7 separate regions of the Mus musculus genome follow, and all the other regions are linked to region 1. The links are chromatin contacts, called in public Hi-C, HiCAR-type and HiChIP or PLAC-seq maps. All regions are on one chromosome and are shown on one strand. The core of a region is the stretch at or near the end of the contact, and the rest is flanking DNA. Distances in the headings are between cores, read along the strand shown.

Region 1 (3,042 bases), core at 406-2,905:
TCCAGCTCCTCTAGTTTCCAGAATCATCAGGGTGGGAGGGATAGCATGGGGCTGCTGCAGGGCGGGCATCTGGCTCTTAGATCCTGTGCGGAGTTGTCCTGCTTGGGAGCCTCTGTCACTCTACACCTCGGCAACTTCAGGCCAGTGGGTCCTGTCTCACTGGATCATGGTGGCCCACTGTTTCCCAGGCTCAAAGGGTTAAGCAGGAGCCTGACCGGGAGAAGCGCGATTGGCCCTGGGTCACGGCGGCGTGGAGGTCACAGTTAACTTGGGCTTGTTTGGAGGGTACAGCGACTGCCCTAGCCCTTCAGCTGCAGTGCCCAGGCCCTGAGTGCCAGATGGGAAGAGGGTACCAGAATGGGAAACCACCACTCCCCACCACCACCCAGCCGCAGCAGTAGCAGCAGCAGTTGCAGGAGTAGCAGCAGCAGCAGCAGCAGCCGCTAAGCTGGGCAGGGGCTTTGAGTGTGGGACATTAGCAGAGCTCTGTGTCCCTCAAGGGCTGCATCCGCCTGCTTCTCGCATCTCTGCTCCTGCTCACCAGCCAGAAGACAGGGGGAAAAGTGGGCAACCCGGGTCCTGGGGAGGGATGGAGGGAAACAATCAACTCCCACTCCCCCAACCCTAGCTCAGTGAAACCCAGTGCAAGTCTCACTAAAAAGGCGCATCCAAACTGTAAGGATCTCTCTTCACCCCCTAATGAAAGGCAGGCGTCACAATGTGAAGTAACAGGAAGGCGCGAGGAAATAAATGCACGTGTTTTCTCTTTTTGTTTCCTTGGTGTTTGGAATTCGCAGAGTTCTTTTCAATTGTGGCTACTAATTTATTCGTTTCCTCGGTCAAAGGGGGGCGTTAAGAGATGGATCATAGCGCAAACTAAGATCTAGCTGAGACCCCACCTCACAAGTTTCCCAAGACCAACTCTTCCGCTCACCAGGAGCGGGAAGAGCCCTTTCTTTTAAGCGACCCAAACTCTCCATTGTACAAAAGCGCCAACCCCCCGCCCCGCACTCCGTCGCCTTTGCAAACCACCTCTCCTAGATAACTATCAAGTTCTCCAGGAACCCAACTTGCGCTTGGTCACATTCGCTCTGCTTAATGTGGAGAATAGTGTCAAAGAGGGGTCCAGGCTGAAACGGGAGGCTCTGACGCCCCATTCCTACACCCGCGGGCTGGGATCCTGGTTTCTGGCAGCCTCGGAAGGCTGAAGCCAGCCCGGATGGTGGTTATTTCTCCAGAGAAAGGAGGAGAAAGAGCGCACCACAATCTTGCACTTTGGGTCGGAAGTGCGCGGTGTGTGTGTGTGTGTGTGTGTGTGTGTGTGTGTGTGTGTGTGTAGAAGAGGGAGGGAAAACGCACCCTCCACTGCTCGTTATTCCCTTGCACCGGCCAAGCGCTCGCCAAGCCTCCCGGTGCATCCTTCCTCCTTCACCCCCTCCTCCTCTCAGCTGGGCTCGCGCGGCGCTGCTGGAGCAGCCAGTGAAAGCAACATCCTGGAAAGAGGGGGGAGCAACAGTGCCCCCCAAAAGGGAGAAAAGGCCCCACCCTGACACGTTTTGCTGTTTGCAAGTCCCTCGCACACCCCCCGCACCTCCTCCTCGCCACCCCCCCCCACCTCAGCCCGCTGCGCGCACATCAAAGCGCCTCTCCGCCGCGCACAGTGGCCGCGGCTCACTAATGGGATTGCAGGCTGGTGCCTGGCTCCGCTGCTGCCGCCGCTCGCGCCGCTGCTGCCGCCGCCGCCCGAACCCGAGCCCGAGCCCCCGCCAGCCCGAGCCCAGAGCAGCCGCGCCTGGGGCTCCAAGCCGCGGCGATGATCCGAATCTTTCCGGATTTCAGCGTGCAGGTGACGGCCGCGGCGGCCGGCGGGGCAGCCGCTGGGGTACCGGCCGGTGCGGGCATGGGGAGGGCCGGCGCCGCGGCCAACGGCACCCCGCAGAACGTCCAGGGCATCACCTCCTACCAGCAGCGGTGAGTAGTCCCGTCCGAGCTGGGATAGTGCCCCCGTCTCGGGTACTGGGGTGGGACTCACTTTGCTCTTGTTTTGTGCCTTACAACACACATGCACCTCGTCAGGGCTTACTTTGCCTGCCCCTGTGCTATAGAAGGAGGGGGGGGGGGATACACAATCCGAATTGAAAAGCACTCTAGTGCACTGGCGAAGTGAAGTCATCCTTTGCCCTCTGCCAGGCCCCGAACGTTGAGCCTCAGCCCCGAGTAGCCAGAGAGTTCCAGTCAAGTCTGAGACGCTGCAGGAGATGCTTTTGCAAAGTTTGGGCTTCCTGCCCCCTTTCAGCAAAATGTTCTCAATGCCTCCGCGGGTGCGAATCCGCGCTGACGGACAGCCAGGGGAGCAATTGATCATCGGAGGCTGATTGATCATTTGTTTCCAAATAGGACAGAGACGATTTTCATGTGCAGAGATAGACTTGCGTTTCTACCTAATAGTGTGAGATCCTGTCACCTGTTACTACAGGGAATACAACGTGAAATCCGAATCTCTTAGGCGCTGTTAACTATCTTAAACGCATTATGATGCAAATGGATGGGATTCCGAGATCCAAGTTAGGAAGCAAATTTTACAAAAGTTAGGCTTGGTGGTGAAAGGGAAGTTTTAATATAGAAATTGTTTTTAGTTTTCTAAAGATAGTCTCTAGATTCAAAATAATTGTCATTAAAACACTGAGCAACCTTTGATTGAGGAAGGAAATAAAGAGAAATTTACCATCAACAGCTTTCTAACCCTAAAGTTTTCCCTTTAAGGATAACTTTCGATGTTCTAAGATTTTATTGAAAATGGGATTCACAAAATCGCTATGAGAAAAACTAACAATATAATCAAAAAGGTAAACTCTCTATTCATGAGGCTCAATTTTATGGTAGATGGAAGAAAAAAAAGCACATGAGAGTGTGAAATTAAATATTTGTGTTTCCCAGATTGTACACGATTAAACATCTGAGAGATTTGCCAATGGCATTTAACTTAAAATATACATAATGCATAATTCAAATTCCCATTTTACCTCATCTTTGAAACTTCAT
Region 2 (3,042 bases), core at 281-2,780, 500 kb after region 1:
ACCCACCCACTCCCATTTCTTGGCCCTGGCATTCCCCTGTACTGGGGCATATAAAGTTTGCAATACCAAGGGGCCTCTCTTCCCAGTGATGGCCGACTAGGCCATCTTCTACTACATATGCAGCTAGAGACACGAGCTCTGGGGGTACTGGTTAGTTCAGATTGTTGTTCCACCTATAGGGTTGCAGAACCCTTCAGCAGCTTGGGTACTTTCTCTAGCTTCTCCATTGGGGGCCCTGTGTTCCATCTTATAGATGACTGTGAGCATCTACTTCTGTATTTGCCAGCCACTGGCATAGCCTCATACGAGACACCTATAACAGGGTCCCTTCAGCAAAATCTTTCTGGCATTGTGCAATAGTGTCTGGGTTTGGTGGCTGATTATGGGATGGATCCCGGGGTGGGGTAGTCTCTGTATAGTCCATCCTTTCATCTTAGCTCCCACGTTCCTGTTTTAAGGACTCTGGTTGAGCATTTTGCTTGCTGTCTCCACACCCTTGCCTGTGGGGCTTCTGTGCTGAGGTTTGGCCACTGTGTCATAGTTAATAGAAAAGTTTGCCTGATCTACATTTCTGAGTATCGCTTTAGTCATTTTGTCACTTGCCTGGCGGGAAATACTTTCAAATGTAGTCTATTTGGGAATGTCTCTTTCTAAAAAACAGAAGTCCTGACTTAAATGATTCTTCTTCACATGAACCATATTCTGTGACTCCCAGAAATTGAAGAAAGGTATCAACACCACATAAAAATATCCTGGGCATGAATTCAATGAGACACCTTTGCTTGCCTATGAGTTTAATGTACGAATTTAACAATGCCAGCTTGTTTTCCAAGGTCCTAGCCAATGTGTCTGGTCTTTTAGGTGATCTGGTGGTGGGTGGGAGACATTGCTTGTTCCAGTGCATCTCCACACTGTTTCCTCTAAATAACGGGCACGCTCGATTGCTGTGGTTAAAGGAACATCTTACCAGACTGTCTCTGACAATGACCCAGAAGAAGTCATAATCCAGAGATCATAAAACCACTAGCTCAGGACCCCTGTGTTTCCAGTTAACTTTTCTCTCTGTTCGTCCAGAGCTCTGAAGAGAGGCTGTGTAATTCTGTATCACCCAGCGACACATTAATGACTAGCTTGCGAAACACTGGAGGACCCTCGAGGGATGCCAACACTAGGGTCCATTTTCCCTAGTTGTTTTGATTAAGAACTTTGCATCCTGAAGCCAGCAAACCGAAGTGCCTTAGTCTCTCTGACTTTACTTCCCCCTTGTAGCCCTTCAAGCCTCAGTAGTTTTACCATAGTAATAATTTTTCCCTAAGAGTTTTAAACAAGACTTTGCCATTGGACAGCCTTTGAAACAGTTAGCTTTGCCTCACTATTTTTTGTGACTTGCCAAAATCACAAATAAAAGGGACTATGTCCTCTAATGCTTCTTCCCTGGTCATTATCTTGGAAAATATGCAGAGTCTGGTCCAAGTAGAGTGCTCCCCAAACCTTGCTGTTACTTTGAGAATAGTTTTAATGAGGCTGGCAGCTGAGCCAAGCTCTCCTGTTGTGTTATTATTTGGGCATGTGGAAGCCCAGGTGATTGATCTGTGTGGGAGAACTGGCAACACTCACATGCCCTCTGGGTAGAGGCAGAGCCTCCAGCAGGAAAAATTAGGGAAAGAGAAAAAAAGGAGAGGAAATGTTTATCGCCCATCTCCTTGCGTTTTATGGCGGCGTGCTGGTGAACTGGGAGATGGATGTGTATATTCATGGATTTCACACCACTTTAAGCACTAATAACATTAAATCAACCTTAATACTTCATGCCAAATGTGTTCTAAAAGAGGGAATAATAGGAATTTTTGTTGACTTTAGTAAAGTATCAAAAGTTACACTGGAAACACATAAAATGCTACAATGCAGAGGTCACAATTATGCTAATACCATGATAATATAAAATATTAAGTCACCAAAATGACAGGATTTACAACCAAGCATCCTCAGTCCCCAGAAGCCCTGACTGCAGGCTCACAGTAAACACACCAGCCTGTCCTCCCAAGGAGTCTGATTACAAATTTAAATATGTATATGATTAGAACTCTGCCAGTCTCCCTCCCCTAGAGACAGATGAAGTAAAATTTGATTTATCTCATACCTGGAAACCTATTGTGCTGGGTTCACTCTTTTGCAGGATCAGTACAAGGTCTGATGAATTTTGCATTTCCTGGGATGCTTTGGGGGAAACCAGGGACGACTGTTAATGGTCTTGAATGTCTGTGCAGTCTCATGGAGTGGGAGAGGAATAGCCAGATGTTTGGCAATGGAGTTCTGGCAGATGGAAACCTCTTCTTAGCCTTCTTTTCTTTTCTCCATGCTCTGCGTTCTGTGCTGAGGTTGGGCTGCTGTGGGAGCACAAACCTCATGGCCTTTCATTTGATTTTATTTGATTGGGTTTTTTTTTTGGTGGGTTTTTTTGTTTTTTGTTTGTTTGTTTTTGGGTTTTTTTTTTTTTGAGAATTTTGCACAATGTGGTTTGATCATATTTAGCCCTTCCCCCAACTTTTCACAGTTCTGTCTGTCCTTCCCTACCCATCTGGCTCTGTGTTCTTTATTTTTATCCACAGCAAATCCATTTTGTGCTGCCCATGTATGTGTGGGAGCATGGCCATCCACTGGAACATGGTCAACTTACCAGGGGCAACACTCTTAAAGAGAACTGTCTGTCTCCCAAGAGTTATCCTTTACCAAGTGTTTCCCAGCTAGGGGTGGAACTTCATGCCCAATTCCCCTCTGCATACTGGGCTTTGGATTGTCTTGAGCCTGCACAGGTCCTGCACAGGCTATCACAGCAGCTTTGAGTGCCCGTGTATAGCTGCCCTGCTGTGTCTTGTAGCTACCTACCACTTCTGGCTCATAAACTCTTTCAGTCCCCCCCTCCTCAAGGATACTTAAGTTTTATGAGGAGGCAATATAATGGTTCTGTTGACCAGTTGTGTACCTTGACCGGTTGTGGGTCTATGTGTTGATCACCATCTACTCAAAACATACTTCTCCAAT
Region 3 (3,042 bases), core at 138-2,637, 430 kb after region 1:
AGTTCTCAGCCTTCCTAGTTCTGGAAGCCTTTTAATGGAGCTGGAGCGCCTTGTGCTGTAGTGACCTTCAGCCGTAAGATTATTTTGTTGCCATGTCATAACTGTAATTTTGGTTTTGTGATGAATCGTAATGAAAATGTCTGCACTCCACAGGTTGAGAACCTCTGAGGGAGCTAGGTGGTAAGTGCCAGCAATGAGGGAGAACAGAGCAGAAACGGTCTCTTCTAGGTATGACTGAGCCACTGTACTCATGAACTCACTGTTGCTGTGGTTCCATGCACAGGACCAAGCAAGACAACATCTCAGCATGGAGTGGGAGGGGCTAGTGAGGCCTCGCCCCTGACTGAGGGTATATTGATATCTGGAGCTTTGGAGGAGAGTCAGTTTTCTTAAAAAGTGTGGGCCCTAGTAGATCAGCCACACTCCAGTGGATAGCCCCCCAACCCATGAATATATTAGCAGCTCCATGAATTGTTTATAAAATACAGATGCCATAAAGTTATCGGGGGTAAACCTGGGAACAGTTACACTGAGGAACGGGGAGTAAACATGACCAAAAGATGTTGCTTATATGCCTGTAATTCTCAAGGATTTAATACAACACTTAAGAAAGCATTCTTGTTCATGCTATTTAGGTCAATCTTGGGAAATGTAATTAATTTATAGTATCGGTTCATTAAAAGCATGTGCCCTTGACATGCAAGAAGAGACAATGTTGTATGTATGTCTTCTTTTAGATGAAGAACTACAGAGGACTGTGGGCCCCCCCCCCATCCCACCCCCTGATGCACAGCTCCCTTTTAAGTGAAATTACTAAATCTTCAATGACTATCAGGAGTTCACTCTCTGGGTCTTTTCAGATCTACATCTAATTTCCCCTGGAGGAATTGGGTCAGTTCCAATCAGTTTGCCCTGGATTAAGTAAAGCATGGCAGTAAAACATTCTTGGCAGATTGTTGTCATCACTGGCCAAATGGTCACAGTGTCCCTGATTCAACCTTGTCCTAATCTGCGCTCACTGCCCCTCGTGCCATGCACATGGGGTAAGTCCTGCCCTTTCCCGTCTATCCTTCCTGGGAAATAGCCAAACATCCTTTCATAATCAATGTCTGTGTATCCAGAGACCCCTGGCCACCAGCCAAACACTTATTGGTCATTGAACACCTTGCATGAGGTAATTTTCAATTATCTCATTAAGCTGGGTTGGGGATCTGGTCCTGTTTCCTTTGATTCTAAATGTGATTTGTGCTCTTACTGTTGAGAAAAGCAGGGCTTGTGGGTGCCAGTCTTCTGGGCACTGTCTTGTAGGAAAGGCCATCCTGTGCCCTTAATGAGGGAACGCACAAGGAACGAAGAAGCTAGGATTGAGAGTGAGTCTAGTTTGGAGGGGCAGGATCAGAGACAGAAAACGCCACGTGACTGAATGCGATGCTTATTTCTGATGGCATGGTATCAGAATAATCTGATAAAATTTGGAGACTTCTGTGATGGACTCAGCAGGGGAAAAGTAAAGCGTGTGCAATGTCTTGAGAGAAAATACCAACTCTTGTGCTGATACGTGCCTTTATATCTGAACACGGTTTCTTAAAGCAGTGCCAAACTGGGAGATTAGGAAAGCTTCTATATTTTCTTGCTTTAAAAAAAAATTAATACTGCTTGTGTTTCAGTGAAATATTTGATCATCTGCTGAGTCATTTTAAGAGTAAGGTCCATGCTATAAGTTGCAGGTGACATTTCAAAATCAGGAGCATGGAACTCCCAGGGTTGTGTGGCTGAGTGACTGACTGCATGTGTGACTCTGAGCGATGTGGAACCCAGCAGCTGGTGGGAGCAGGCAGCATACCTGAGATTACTCTGTTTCCAATGGCAAGTCTCACAAAAGCATAAGTGTGTCCCTCCCCTGGTGTCATTGTTTATAAAACTGTCCCCTAAACCAAGGGAGGATGACAGTTCTTAAAATACGCACACAGGAGAGGGAGGACTGTGGAGCTTCTTTGGTCTTCACTTGGAGATTTATTAAAAATTATATTTTTAGCTATTGAAAACAGTGACAAATGGCCATTTTTTCCCTATGATTTGTTAGTTTTGTGCCAATCACTAGTTTAATAAAAACAAAAAAAGGGGACACATGGTGTAATTGAATATTGTCTTTATGTATGTCTTTTGAATAAACAGGGTTTATTAAATTCATGACCTTAATTCCAAAGTGGAAAGAAAGTGTAGAACGTTCACCCAGAGTCTTTCACTAACCATGATCCTAGAATATTCTCATCCTTGGCCATAATCGTTCACCCCAGCTAAAGACTGCCCAAAGGGCTCACAACTGGACAACCAGAGCCCATAAGGGTTTGGAATTGCAGTTTCTTGGTTATCTTTTTTTCTGTCTGTTCAATACAAATTCGAATTATCTAGAAGGAGAAAACTCAATCTAGAAAATGTTTCTATCCAGGTTGCTTATAGGCAGTCAGTCTGTAGAGCATTTTCCGGATTAGTGATTGATGTAAGCAGGTCCAGCCCATAGAGGGCAGTGCCATCCCTGAGTCCCTGGTCCTGGGTTATATAAGAAAGCAGACCAAACAAACCAGGAAGAGCAAACCAGTAAGCAGCGTTCCTCCATGGCCTCTGTAACAGCAGTCAGCAGTGAGTTCCTGCCTAGGCTTCCTCATTGATGAACTGTGTGCCCTGAGAGTTAGAGATGAAATGAACCCTTTCTTGCTCAAGGTGCCTTTGGCCAGGGTGTTTTAGCACAGCAATATAAACCCCACGACATCAGTTTTCTTTTTCTACATGAATTGTTCCCAAAAATCTAGCAGAGCAAGAAACTAAAGGGGAATCAAGAGAAGGAGAGAGGGAGAGAGACAGAGACAGAGAGAGAGAGTGACAGAGAGAAACAGAGACAGCGAGACAGAGAAAGACAGAGATATCACTGCTAAAGTATTAGATATATTTGATGTTTTTCGAGAAGCAGATGTGTTAACTGAATCGTCAAATTGTAATTGATTGGGATATTTTATTGCCCTCTTTGTAACTCTCACATTGGCA
Region 4 (3,042 bases), core at 335-2,834, 420 kb after region 1:
TTAGGAAAACCAAAGCACTGGAGTGCTGAGTTGAACTAGATGCTTGTCTGTATAAAGCCTGTGTGAATAGTGTCTTTATAGGTGGGCAATGGAGAGAGGGCTCAGCGGGTGTAAATAGTAGCCATTAGAACTGACAACCTGAGTTTCATCTCTGGAACTCAGAGAGAAAGGAGAGTATAGGCTTCTGCAAGCTGTCTTCTGACCTTCACAATTATATCACAGCCTACATACACTACACTGCACTGCACTGCACTACACTACATTAAACACACCCACACACATGTACACACACACCATATATAGGCTACAATTTTTTAAACTTAAAAAGATACTTTTAAAAAAAATCTAAAACATTCCTTTTTCCTATATTTTGACCATTTCCTTGTTTCCAAAGGAAGCCTGGAAAGTCCCAGAAGCTACCAGATGAAGTTGTGGTATTGGGATGTTGTTTGTTATTGTGGATCTACCAAGACAAATACACTTTTCTTTCTCTCTTTCTTTCTTTCTTTCTCTCTCTCTCTCTCTCTCTCTCTCTCTCTCTCTCTCTCTCTCTCTCTCTCTCTCTCTCCCTTCCTTCCTTCCTTCCTTTCTTTCTTTTCCAAATACATTCTCCTGTTCAAGAAAATCCTGTTGCCCACCTCACTTCAAGTCCTGGACCAATTGAATTCTGACTTCTTCAGCTCAGGCCTTTTCCTTCCTTCCCCACCCCACATCTTCCCAATTCCTACAATGTGAATTTGAACCCAGAGGTTCACAGCATGAAATGATCTCCTGACCATTGCCTGGTGTTTAGTTGGTTGAATTACTCTAGGAAATACTATTTCTGGGTAAACTCTCTCGATCAATGATCTTTTCTGATGCCATTGAGAATTTTCCTTTCTCTAAACATTTTCATAATTAGTCAAATAAATATATTTACCTGTTAAATTCTTTTGTACTAAATGACATGAAAACATTTTGTATATATGGGGGAGGAACAGATGAGGAATATGAAAAGTAAATGGCTAACTGATCATTCAGAATGCATGCCCATATGAAAATGTTTAATCTGAGGCATTAATTAATAACTTCCTTAGCCCTTCAAAATGATATCTGTTGAGGTTAACTTTATGCTGATGGTTTAAAAATAAAGTGGGGTCTCTGTGAGGCAAACTGGATAAGGAGTAGTGGGTATGCAGCCAAAACAGATGCCACTAATTAGCAATGTATGGATGGCATGCACTAGTCAGAGAAGAGTCACTCCCCAGACCTCTGCAGCCTCCATACATCTTCCCTTGGTATGTTTGCTCCATCTCCGAGGTAGCTGCTTCTGCATTGGCTATCTGCTACCAGTTACCTGTATTTTAGATCTCTGCTCTCCTCTTGCTTCTCCCAAAGAAGGGAGGGGAGAGGGAAAACTTTATTTACTCATGTAACAAACTGAAATAGAGTTAATTTTCAGGGCTTCAGCTGAATTATTAGAGGTTAGTGTGTTATAAATGGTGAAAGAAGGGCCCCTTGCCTGTGTGGTAATGCTGTCAGAGACCCCGCGGCTGTTGGCTCAGTTCATGATGTATTATACTGCTAGCATTTCAGTGCTCTCTCGGGAGCTCTGGTCCCACCATAAGGTCAAGAGTTAACTACTTGTATTTTAGCTGTGTACCGCTATCAATACTGGCTCTATGGAAACCTCACTTGACGTCATCTCTGAATCTTTGTGACTGTAGTCAAGCTTTAGTAAAAGTCAATAAGAACATTAGATTGTTGTCCATATTATGACTTGCAACTTCCTGCCAGCAATCTACCAATTCATTAGCAGAGAGTTTTGGAACTCTGGCTTGATTATTTATGCAGTCAATAGCAAGGCTTGTCTGCATTCATAATTGTTTGATTTTATGGCCTCTTCTTTAAACAAACATTGTCTATGGTAATGTGATGCCCTGATGGATGGGAAAGGTTTTGTCTGTGAATATCATTTAGATAATTAAAAATGACAGATGAAATCGCCCGCTGTCTTGACCTGTACTTTGTTCCCTCAGTGATGCTGAAGAGATGCTGATTGCTGTCAATCAAAACCCATTGGAGGTTTGTAAATTCTGGCTGCTATGAACTCTGACCCCCACTGTTGATCTGAAATAGATAATAACCTTGAAATTCTATTAGAATTTAAAAACAGTTTTACTAAAGGGGCACGCTATATATTTCTTTTCCTTTAGAACATTCTTTACAATATTGAAAATTAAAGTAAAATGCAGTGTTTAACAAATCTTAATGTAGCGAATCAGAGCAAACATCTCCTTATATTACCCCAGATTTGTGATTAGGACTTGTATCCTCTGACTTGATGTATTTAGTAAAACTTTAGCTTTTGTTCATTTGTTGGTTCATGCTTAAAATTTCTTTTTGCTAATTTTTTAGTATTTCTATTGTTAAAGATGTTCATGCCTTTCATGTGTAATATTTTAATCTTTTCCATATTTATCCTATCCATTTTTAAAATATCTTCTACCCACCCACAAACCCCCCTCACAAAACAGAACCAGTGACTAGAATTTTGAATTTACCAGAAATCCAAAGGCCATTGTTTATGTCCAAAGTTCTCAGCAAACATCATCAAAATTTTAGGTCAAGAGATCAGACTGATAAATGCATTTGCCTTGCAAATCATTTTTCATCATTACACAGATGCTTAAAATATATTCAGAAGCCCCGCTGCTGTTTGAAATATACATGCACGTACGTGGCGATGGAGCTGAGAAGGCAGCGGCTGCATTTATCAATATCATAGTCCTTAAACTCCCCAACAGCAGAAAACTCCCGAGCAGATTCTACAGGCTAGAAAATTATAACAATTAGGTGTTGACAATTTTCAGTACACTGGTTGTAGCAGAAGTCTGTAACAGCAGGGGCTATGCAGTAAGAATTGTAAATAGCAAAGATCTCTTGAAAGGTAATTGAAGTAGCATTGGTTTTTCTACTAGAGAAACTTCTGCAGAGAGTTTAATGAATTTTTGAAGAGTCATGTGAAGAGTTATTAGCATTGTTTTGCATTTTGTAATCAGC
Region 5 (3,042 bases), core at 187-2,686, 380 kb after region 1:
TCAGGAGATTTTTGTTCAAGGTCGGAAACTCGTTTTCAGCAAAATGACTTCTGGAGCTGTCTGTCACTCTTTCCGTATCAGGCCAGCCATTGTCTGTGCTGTGGATTAGGAAGAATCTGCTTTCATGTGCTGTGGGACTTCCTCCTCTTTCCTCAACATTTCCCTCCACTTCTTACTTCCTGTCCCCTGTGGCATCATTAACCCCCCCACCCCAGTGGTGAGTTCAAATCCAGGGCCTCTTGAGTATTAGCCACATGCTCAAGCACCTAGCCATGTTCTTAGACCACTGATAGAGAGTTTACTCAAAGATAGCTCTATTTTCTACCTTATTCAAATTGCCCAAACCACAAATTTATTCAGACATGAAAATAGGAAGATGGGATCCCAAGTTCAGACTGGCCTGCTAAGACCGCAGTTATTATCATCAACTGCTTCCCATGGTAAAATGGTTATATTTAGGAGTAACTTGAATATACTTGGCTTTCCATATCCTCATGCTCTTTGTCCATGAATTCTCCAAGATGCAAAACAAACAAACAAACAAACAAAAAACATTTGATGTACATTTATGACAGTCAACAACATGTAATCTCATTTTTTTTGTCATTCTGTAAAAAATGCGGTATAGCAATTGTTTACCTAGTATTTAAATTTTTGAGTTATTGTTAGTAGCTTAGGATTTAAAGCGTACAGGAGTATGTGTAAAAATTGGGTGTCAGTACTACCTACGTTACATAAGAGCATCTTTTCATGTTTGTAGCTAAGCGGTCCGTGGATGATCTGATGATCCTTCTTCTATTCCCTGGTCTGCCTGCATCTGCAGCCAGACCCAGTAAGGACACAGCATCATTGACAAACCCACTGACTGACTGACAAATCCTCCAGCAGTCACCACCATACCAACCACTGGGGCTTTTGTTTATTTTTGGATGTCTCTCATAATCAAATTCTAAGTGGTGATTTTTCATCATTAAAGAGGTTTGCAAACATCATTATAATTATTTTTGCCCATAAACTAATTTTTTTTTGGTTTGTTTGAAAACTGTTCTGATTGAAGACATTTCCTTTTTCCATCATTGGCCAGTCAACTTTGTTAGTATTTAAAGCCAAATCGCTTTCTATGGTATGAGTCACTTGCTATTAGACTCCTTTTTAGTGCAATGGAGTTTGTCCTTCCCTCTCACAGATGGGAATATGAGCTTGCTGTGTTGGCTCCTGCACAAAGGGAGTGAGGATGCTGGTGGTGTAACTGGCGGGAACAACTTTCTAGCCTTTTGTATGGCGCTGGAGAGGAGGGATTGAAGGATGTGCTTTGTTGCAGCAAGAGGCATTTACCCTTTTGGAAGGAAAGTCTCGCAGCCCGGGTCCTTTGCCACATGACTGCCCGTAGGAGAGCACGAAGCCAGTGTTTACTGCTGTTTCTTGGGTGTTAAACAGCCCTCTGCTGCTTTTTATTGTACCATTAATTGCGCTTAATGCAGCTGCGTTTCTCATACGCTTGGCTAGGCTCTGAAAATTAAGTAGAAGGCACTTTGTTATAAAATTCACTGTAATGAGCTCTGGTGGGCCAGGGTCTGTTAAGTTTGAAATCACCTCAGGCCATTTCTAAAGGACTTCTTCAAATATTTCACGTCTATAAAAGTTTGTTACTAGATAAATAGCCATGGTGGGTGTTAGACCAGGCAGAGAAAGAGTCACATTTCTCCTCCGTGCCTCTTTGGGTAAAATATGGATGTCTTGAATATTTGAGAAGAGTGTTTGTCTTCTCCAGTCCTCTCTGCCTCAAGTATTTGCTGTCTTCCAACTGAGGCTGTCAGTCCACAAACTCAGGTTTCAGCATGTCACACCCTAGCTACATACAGAGAGATGCAGCTGTTTCACTTTCCTTTTGTATTTAATTCATACACAGAACTAGGATAAATATAGGACCACCCTCTGGGTCTACATAAATTGGTCCGAGACAGGGTCACACCTCTAAGCACAAAAGCACTGAAGAGACAGCTGTAACCATTAGCCAATTAGTTTCATGTTTCCACTACCAGCCAAGACCTGCAACAGATTCGTGGTACCTGGTTAGAAGATTCTTTTAAGAGTAGCGATTCCCCCCCCCAGCATCCCCGGCCTAAGAGACTGGCTGCTGTAATGCTTTGTGGCTAATAAAATTTCAGATGGCCTAATTTACCGGGTAGCTTTACCAAAACATCCAAGTAATGCCTACATACTCATTAGGGACAGGCCCAGGACCGGGTCCCTCGGGACTGATTTGCAAACGCTCTCTGGGATCAGCTTCACCGAGCTTCAGATGCTCCGCTGGCACCAATCAGGTGGGGGATCCTCGATGGGTTTAGTGCAGCAATTTATCTGAGTTTTGTAGTTAAAGTTTGAGCATGAGGTAATTAGAGCCCTCCATGCTTGAAATTCATGAACCTTATTCCCCCTTTAATAGACTCCATGCTAGCTCGCCGAGCTCTGTTTGACTGACATATATGGAGACTTGTTTTAAAAAAGCTCCTGGTCAAAATGTACTTAAAAAAAATCACCTTTACACATTAAAATATAATAACAAAAATTAATTCACCATCACTTTTTTAAATTAATTTTTTAATTTTTAGCTTTAAGATGTGTATATGGAGTTCTTTAGCTGATCTTCCTATTCCTAGTAAAAGTATTTACATACATGTCTCTGCACTGGGTGGGGTGATTTAGTCAAGCCACCCAGTATCTCCCATCTTTAATTTTTGGAAATGGGACCGTAAGTGCAAATTTTAAAATATGCACATAAATATAATGCATGAATACATGTATACATAAATGTATATATACACACACACACCCCAGACAACCCTGGATACCAACTGCAACTTTATTTTCAAGAAAGATTATTTTGCTCAAGCTATGTAGTAAACTATCAAAGATAGTCTATCTCTAATAACATTCACTGTTTCTATTTGTAATATGTGATTAATGCTGTTAAATCTTCAGGGTTATATTTTAAGTGACATTTGGACACATACCTTTGAAGCAGAAAGGGACTCAAGTAGT
Region 6 (3,042 bases), core at 202-2,701, 340 kb after region 1:
GGTTTGTAATTAATTTTTCTGAAAATCATATTTATGATAGTCTGCAGATTTGAGGCTTTATCTAATACATAATGTTCATTTTGAGCCTTTAATTGCATTTAAATTAAAATTGGCTTAGCAGGAAGATGAATTGTGGGAATGCATCAAACCACCCAGCATGTCCTGAAGATGAGAGCCTGAAAATGCAATTTGGTGGAGATGTGCAGAATCATTTGGAGTTCATTAATTTTTATTGCACAGGTAGTTTTACTAAAGTAGGTTATTTTCTTTGAAATTTATATTTATGTTTATGTCAATAGCTGAATATTGTATTAGCCCTTACATCTATTAGAGTTTATTAACCTGGCCTAATAGAGGTTGTTCATATTGAGAGCATAGATAATTTGTGCTTGTCCCTTATTCAACATCGGTGAGAGTGGTACTGCACAGTGCATTTGGGGAGTATGGAGAGGAGGTACCAGCCACTGTAGAAGGGGGGAGACAAGCCTGTTTGGGTTCCAAGGTTTGTACCCAGCAGATGCGGTTTCTCAAAGATGGCACTCTCCCTCAGAGAGGCGGTGCTCCCTGCCACCCTGAGGCCTTCCAGGCTCACCAACCTTTGTCTCTGTGTGACAGATTTTTCTGACCTGGTCACTACACTGAAAGCTTATCGGCATGTAACTATTTGATGGCTAAATGGTGCCTGAGTTTCATCCAGTCAGTCTGGGAGTGGCTCCCTTAACTTACAGATTACTCTGTGGCTGTCCAATTTCATTATAATGTCATTTGACAATTAAGAGGGAAAAGAGGTTTTTGCATTGTCTAATGAATACAAATTGTCTGCAATTTGAAGATATAAAGAAATAAAAATTAACATTTGTCCTCTTTGCCAGAGAATTTACACTTGTGCAACTGATAGTATAAGTAGAGTAATTCCATTATCTAAATTCATTAAGCACATGTGCTTTTTTATTTTAGATCTTGTATACATTTTGTATATCTTTCTTATTAATAAAAGGATATTTTAGCATTTGCCATCCTGGGCTCATTTTTGCCTTTTATAGGCAGCATAACAAGAGGTAGGAGATGTTGAAGGATTAGCAAGGGCATGTGTGTGTGCGTGTGTGTGCGCTCGTGTGTGTGTGTGTGTGTGTGTGTGTGTGTGTGTGTGTGCACGTGCTTGTGTGCTGTCTTGCTTCATGAAAATCTTGAAAAAGTAGGCCCACTTCTCCATTCTGAAACTCTGCTGCAAGTTCAGTTGCTGGCCAAAGATGATAGAAGCCTTGATTCATTTACCACTCGCCAATCAGGACTTGACAGAGGTATTGCCTATTTTCTCATTTCTTCACTGAAGCATGCTGTTGTAGTTTAGTCCCTAATTACTCTCAGCCTGAGATGCTCCACATATCCCCATGGTGGTAATATTTCCCTGCCTGGGTGAGTCATTATGTTGTTTGGCAGACTGAAACCCCAGCCTTCCGGTGTTGGAACACTACCCCTCGTGTAGTGCCACATCCTTCCCTCAGTGCTGTCTGCTGTGGCACTCTGGCCCTGCTGCTGCGACATTTCAAGCTCTCCTCTACGCAATCACACTTGCCTGCCTTTTCTCTGACTGATTGGACCACTGCCAGTTCCCTCTTCATGGCCAAGGACAGGAGAATGGAAGGGGGGGTTGTCTGAATTGAACTGCTTAATGTCTAATGGACCAGTGCCTCTCTCCTGCTGAGAGAGGGGGCTTATTTGTTTGCTGGTTACAGGAAAGGTCAGGGAAATCCTTTTCAACAAAGGCCGTGACAGTGAGAATGTGCAATGTCATACATTACTGGTGTTTGAATAACTTAATACCTTGGGTGTGCCCTGCCCCCCACCACAAGAAAGCCAAATACTTTGGGATCCTTATTTCATTTTCATTATCCTCCAGATGGTGGAGACTGGAAGTGATGGGGCTTGGGTTCACACAATGGTTTTTACCAAATGCTTCGCAGGTACGCAGTCTGAAGAGTGTAGCGGAGTTTGGAAACGGGTACTGTTTTATAACTATTTAAAGTAACATACAGTATAGACACAGCCATACACACACACACACACACACACACACACACACACACACACACACACACGCGCGCGCGCGCGCGCACGCACCTTCAGGGAGAATATATCATCCGAGAGGAAATTGTCAATTTGTCACTTCTGATTTAATGACATCTTTCTTAAGTACTTTCCTAGGCCCCCTTTCATCTGTTTGCACTTGAAAAGAATAAACCCACAAATATCTCTTTCGCACAACATGTTTGAAAGGTTTTAACAGAAGCATTTTTTTTTAAGTTAGGATAAACATGGAAGCGCGTGCGGCAGTAGTTGCTCTGGCTGTGATGATGCGCAGGTTCACATTTGATAAAAATGTTCTCATTGGTGTACACCTGGCATTTTCTTTTATATCCTTGGTAAACAGTGCTAAGAATTGTGAAGTGGTTCCTTCGACGGAGAGAGATCAATTATAAAAGGAGAAATCACTGCAAGGAAAACACCCTCCAACTTGGATGAGCCAGCTGTCTCTCTAGGGGAAGTTTGGTGAGAAATTAACTGCCTAGCATAGATTCGAATAAAGCCATTGAGTCGACAATTTCTAGGAGTGCCTACATCTATTGAGATGTTTATTTAAACAAAGAAATCATCAAACAATAGTTAGGAGGAAGTTGGTTTTCTTTTCTTTCTCTTTCCTCTTTTCTGGAAAAATGAACTGAGGAGGCAGGAGAGGCTAGACCTCCGTGTCACGGTTCACCTGCCCTGGAGGTAGAGCGAGGAGCCTGGCAGCCTGCTCACTCAACTGTACTTGACTAAGCCGTCAGCCCCTCAGCTTTCACAAGCATTGAATATGTCAAAAATCTTTCAGGGAAAGTGTACGTTTTAACTGGGCTGTTTCTGGTTCCTATTTAATGTTGTTTAAGAAGCTTCAAGTGTGTTGATGACCAAGAGGCTCCGTGTGTGGGCTGTGTGGCCAGGCTGAGCTGGGGTAGGTGTGAGATTCCAAGCAATTAGGGTATGATATTTTCAGGCTCAGCA
Region 7 (3,042 bases), core at 192-2,691, 320 kb after region 1:
TCTGGGTTTTGTCTAGGAAATTTCTTGAGAACCACTTCATTTGTAATCAGTGACTTCTACTGTTTCTAGACTAATATATAGAACTCTTTCATGAAAGATAAGCAACAAGCAAAGACCTTCCCTTGATCCTTCTAATGGGATCTGAAATGGTAGTTTTCTTGCTGGCCTTAAATATATTAAACCCCATCTTCAGAGTCTTTTGTGTTAGATTTTTTTTGGAAACATATTGTCTTATTTGGGGCTACTACTGCTGTGATGAAACATCATAACCAAAGCAACTTGGAGAGAAAGGGTTTATTTTACTCACAGTTTCTTGTAACCGTTTATCATCAAAGGAAGTAAGGACAGGAAAGCAGGAAAGGAAGCGGAAGGTTCCTGGTGCAGAGGCCACGAAGGGGTACTGTTTACTGGCTTGCTCAGCCTGTTTTCTTATACCACACAGGACCACCACCCCAGGGATAGCCCCCCAAAATGGACTGGTCCATTCCCTAACAAGCAATAATTAAGAAAATGCAACATAGGATTATTGCCTGCAGCCAGATCTTATGGAGGCGTTTTCTCAATTGAGGCTTCCTCCTCTCTGATGACTCCAGCTTGTGTCACATCGATGTAAAATTAATCAGCACACATATATTTTAATGTTTTTTCTCTTGGTTGTTTATTTTTGTCACAATCCTATAACACAGTAAAGCCATGCTACAAATGTGGTTTTCCTTTGTGACAGCATTTCTTGTTCCTTTATCAGCTAGATTTAGTTAAAGCTGTGTCATAACAAGCAGAGAAACTAGAATCTATTTTAGAAGTTTCCCAGTTTGCATGTCACCTGTCCTCCTCTAATAGTGTGCTTTGTCCACAGGTCCTTCAGTTGGACTTGTGTGAGCTTTGACAGTTAAGGGATGCGTAAGAGGCCGGTGCTAATTATATTAATCCACGACTTCAAAGTAGAAGACAGACTCAGACTCATTTACTCTTTTTCCCAATGTGAAATATGTAAGTCCTGTTCTTGTATGTCGTAGGAGAATGGCCCAATCGCAGTTGCCTCTGAGACACAGTGAATCTGAAGCCATCCATTTGCTTGAATATATTACCGTCCATAAAAAGCTTGTTCACAATTAAAAGACAGACTTTCTCCTTATTTCCATCTTTTGGATTGTCATTGTTTGCTCCGTTATAAAGTGGCTTGTTGACACCAAATATTTTAATAATTTGATTCCAGGGCTTTGTGCCTATGCCTTTGAGGAGCGGGTACAGTAATTAAACTGTCTTTTAGCTGAAACGCTTGCAGAGCGTCCAGTTCTGTGCCTGGCAGCTGGTGATGCATTATAGAGACATTGAGCTAATCGATTAAAACCGCAGAGGCATGGGAGTTGTCTGACAGCACTGTACTAGGATGAAATTAGTTGGAATTGCATGGTGAAATTAAGGGGAATGCAGCTGATTGCAGCCCTTCTGGGAGAATCCTGGGTGAGAGGGACACTGTGCGTTGATCCCTGCGTAATTAGGACAGCCATGTTTTAACAGTATTTCTAAAGTATTAAAATGGACTGGATAAATCAGCGGGGCTGCTTCCAGTGAACTTGGCATCCATCCACTGTGACTGAAATAACATGAAATTTTTCGGCTGCTAGAGAATGTGAAATTGGACTAATTGTCTTTTAACTAGTCTGCTCGACTGCTAGCCTGGAGCAGAGCTGAGTAGGGTATCGGATGGTAGGCCTACAGCTGGGATGTGGGAAACTAAATTTGAGATGATTATCTTGGCCCATCTGAATAGATGTTCCATACCAAATCAGGTGTTACCTACCATCACATATGTAACAGCTCGGACTTACACTGTCCTTCTGGAGGGATCCCTTCCTAAATATTTGAAGATCCCTTTGAAGATGCATTGCATTGAAGATTGTGGAGGTCTAGCTTCCTTCACTTCCCTTATAATTGTGGCTCCTTTCTGGGGGAAAAAAAAAAGATAAAAGGGTTTAGACCCTTCTGCATTTGCCTCTATCCTGTGCTCTCTTCTGAAGAGGGGTACTTCGACTGCACAAAAATGGGATATTGGTGCTAATTGCTGATTCATGTCAGACAAATCCTTGTTACATAAGCACTGAGCGCTGTGACTCGCCCCATATTCAGGATTTACAGGTGATCAAGGAGAAATTTGGAGAGTTAAATGTCATGGTGGTGATGAAAAAGTGACTGGGAGTCAGGATTAATATTCTGCTGTTCTTCATTATGGTAAGGTCTCTAGCTCTCTCTAGGCAGTATTATTTGGCTTTGGTTTTACTTTTTGATGTATATGTAAGTAAAAGTAGGATATCTGAGGCGCAGGCCTTAGAAGCTATCTCAGAGTGCTGGAGTGTTCCTTCTTGGGTTTTTTTGTTTGTTTGTTTGATTTTGGTTTTTCGAGACAGGGTTTCTCTGTGTAGCCGTGGCTGTCCTGGAATTCACTCTGTAGACCAGGCTGGCCTCGAACTCAGAAATCTGCCTGCCTCTGCTTCCCAAGTGCTGGGATTAAAGGCGTGAGTCACCACTGCCCAGCTCATGGAGTGTTCCTTCTTCTGTTAATCGAGTTGAGGTCACCCAAGCTCACTGAAGTGTACTCTGGCACTACCAATGTATTTGTAGAAGCCAAATCATACACACTAACACAAACTACACTTCAAGAATTCACAGGAGGGATAGGAATCATCTGAGTGCACATTCCCACTCACCTTCATAGCAGAGTTTTTCATTCTCACTTGCTAGTCTTCTAATGATGGCTCTTAACACTCTATCGGAAGGAAAACCTTATCCCATATTCTATCAACTTGGTTTGCTAGAGGATTTCTTGGACGTCATTGTGTTATGGGATCAGCCTTGGCATTCAGAACATCAGCCAGCATAAAGATGGAAACGAAGCTAATCATTGTGCTTTCTCCAGAAACACGGGAATCAGATATCAGACTGCCTTTGACTTGGAAGCCAATGGGAAGAAGCTTCTATGGGTTTACAAAATAATAGTTAGGTTTCTCTTGAGTCTCTAGTGTGAGAATACACTGTAGCTTT

Evidence for each region. Hi-C and Micro-C count contacts between places; a contact is called where the count stands out from the background. HiCAR-type assays count read pairs that join an accessible place to other places. HiChIP or PLAC-seq counts read pairs in DNA pulled down with a chosen protein or histone mark.
Region 2: an H3K4me3 HiChIP or PLAC-seq map of neural progenitor cells shows a contact between it and region 1, with 10 times the contacts expected there. The contact joins the enhancer-like site here to the promoter of Npas3 in region 1. A contact is called at or near these places in 4 of 39 promoter capture datasets (the 3T3-L1 cell line, cranial neural crest, hippocampal neurons and 1 more), 2 of 484 Hi-C or Micro-C datasets (both in uterus), 12 of 115 datasets of contacts at active chromatin or transcription factors (astrocytes, craniofacial prominence, embryonic basal ganglia and 8 more) and 2 of 9 other capture datasets (embryonic stem cells and liver).
Region 3: a contact with region 1 is called in a Hi-C map of the N1E-115 cell line, with 3 times the contacts expected there. The contact joins the enhancer-like site here to the promoter of Npas3 in region 1. A contact is called at or near these places in 6 of 39 promoter capture datasets (the 3T3-L1 cell line, 3T3-L1-derived adipocytes, embryonic stem cells and 2 more), 1 of 484 Hi-C or Micro-C datasets (the N1E-115 cell line), 9 of 115 datasets of contacts at active chromatin or transcription factors (astrocytes, embryonic forebrain, embryonic hindbrain and 6 more) and 2 of 9 other capture datasets (embryonic stem cells and liver).
Region 4: a contact with region 1 is called in an H3K4me3 HiChIP or PLAC-seq map of embryonic limb bud, with 5 times the contacts expected there. The contact joins the enhancer-like site here to the promoter of Npas3 in region 1. A contact is called at or near these places in 6 of 39 promoter capture datasets (the 3T3-L1 cell line, the C10 cell line, embryonic stem cells and 2 more), 1 of 484 Hi-C or Micro-C datasets (the N1E-115 cell line), 12 of 115 datasets of contacts at active chromatin or transcription factors (VIP interneurons, astrocytes, craniofacial prominence and 9 more) and 2 of 9 other capture datasets (embryonic stem cells and liver).
Region 5: an H3K4me3 HiChIP or PLAC-seq map of embryonic limb bud shows a contact between it and region 1, with 5 times the contacts expected there. The contact joins the enhancer-like site here to the promoter of Npas3 in region 1. A contact is called at or near these places in 8 of 39 promoter capture datasets (the 3T3-L1 cell line, 3T3-L1-derived adipocytes, the HPC-7 cell line and 5 more) and 12 of 115 datasets of contacts at active chromatin or transcription factors (SST interneurons, embryonic basal ganglia, embryonic forebrain and 8 more).
Region 6: a HiCAR-type map of astrocytes shows a contact between it and region 1, with 3 times the contacts expected there. The contact joins the enhancer-like site here to the promoter of Npas3 in region 1. A contact is called at or near these places in 8 of 39 promoter capture datasets (the 3T3-L1 cell line, 3T3-L1-derived adipocytes, the SN4741 cell line and 4 more), 6 of 484 Hi-C or Micro-C datasets (the N1E-115 cell line, cortical neurons, neural progenitor cells and 2 more), 14 of 115 datasets of contacts at active chromatin or transcription factors (SST interneurons, astrocytes, craniofacial prominence and 9 more) and 1 of 9 other capture datasets (embryonic stem cells).
Region 7: a contact with region 1 is called in an H3K4me3 HiChIP or PLAC-seq map of embryonic basal ganglia, with 2.5 times the contacts expected there. The contact joins the enhancer-like site here to the promoter of Npas3 in region 1. A contact is called at or near these places in 2 of 39 promoter capture datasets (the 3T3-L1 cell line and cranial neural crest), 2 of 484 Hi-C or Micro-C datasets (cortical neurons and stem cell-derived neural progenitor cells) and 8 of 115 datasets of contacts at active chromatin or transcription factors (craniofacial prominence, embryonic basal ganglia, embryonic forebrain and 5 more).

What each region holds. Positions count from the first base shown.
Region 1 is chr12:53,246,777-53,249,818 of GRCm38.p6, forward strand. Npas3 (neuronal PAS domain protein 3) reads left to right here and starts at 1,656. Exons shown (of 12, transcript NM_001370962.1): 1 at 1,656-1,971. The coding sequence starts at 1,814.
Region 2 is chr12:53,748,046-53,751,087 of GRCm38.p6, forward strand. The region is part of intron 4 of Npas3 (neuronal PAS domain protein 3); the gene reads left to right. Among named protein-coding and RNA genes, the nearest start is that of Gm35614, 82 kb to the right of the region's middle. Within about 2 kb of position 1,531, at least 13 of the 459 cell types and tissues checked have an H3K27ac peak or open chromatin away from gene starts, as enhancers often do. A contact at or near this core is called in astrocytes, forebrain and neural progenitor cells, where this site is marked.
Region 3 is chr12:53,679,689-53,682,730 of GRCm38.p6, forward strand. The region is part of intron 4 of Npas3 (neuronal PAS domain protein 3); the gene reads left to right. Among named protein-coding and RNA genes, the nearest start is that of Gm35614, 150 kb to the right of the region's middle. Within about 2 kb of position 1,388, at least 2 of the 459 cell types and tissues checked have an H3K27ac peak or open chromatin away from gene starts, as enhancers often do. A contact at or near this core is called in the N1E-115 cell line, where this site is marked.
Region 4 is chr12:53,662,712-53,665,753 of GRCm38.p6, forward strand. All of the region lies in intron 4 of Npas3 (neuronal PAS domain protein 3), which reads left to right. Among named protein-coding and RNA genes, the nearest start is that of Gm35614, 170 kb to the right of the region's middle. Within about 2 kb of position 1,585, at least 7 of the 459 cell types and tissues checked have an H3K27ac peak or open chromatin away from gene starts, as enhancers often do. A contact at or near this core is called in embryonic limb bud, where this site is marked.
Region 5 is chr12:53,622,640-53,625,681 of GRCm38.p6, forward strand. All of the region lies in intron 3 of Npas3 (neuronal PAS domain protein 3), which reads left to right. Among named protein-coding and RNA genes, the nearest start is that of Gm35614, 210 kb to the right of the region's middle. Within about 2 kb of position 1,437, at least 25 of the 459 cell types and tissues checked have an H3K27ac peak or open chromatin away from gene starts, as enhancers often do. A contact at or near this core is called in embryonic basal ganglia, embryonic forebrain, embryonic limb bud and 3 more, where this site is marked.
Region 6 is chr12:53,586,335-53,589,376 of GRCm38.p6, forward strand. All of the region lies in intron 3 of Npas3 (neuronal PAS domain protein 3), which reads left to right. Among named protein-coding and RNA genes, the nearest start is that of Gm35614, 240 kb to the right of the region's middle. Within about 2 kb of position 1,452, at least 61 of the 459 cell types and tissues checked have an H3K27ac peak or open chromatin away from gene starts, as enhancers often do. A contact at or near this core is called in the N1E-115 cell line, astrocytes, embryonic basal ganglia and 3 more, where this site is marked.
Region 7 is chr12:53,565,535-53,568,576 of GRCm38.p6, forward strand. All of the region lies in intron 3 of Npas3 (neuronal PAS domain protein 3), which reads left to right. Among named protein-coding and RNA genes, the nearest start is that of 1700030L22Rik, 250 kb to the left of the region's middle. Within about 2 kb of position 1,442, at least 8 of the 459 cell types and tissues checked have an H3K27ac peak or open chromatin away from gene starts, as enhancers often do. A contact at or near this core is called in embryonic basal ganglia, where this site is marked.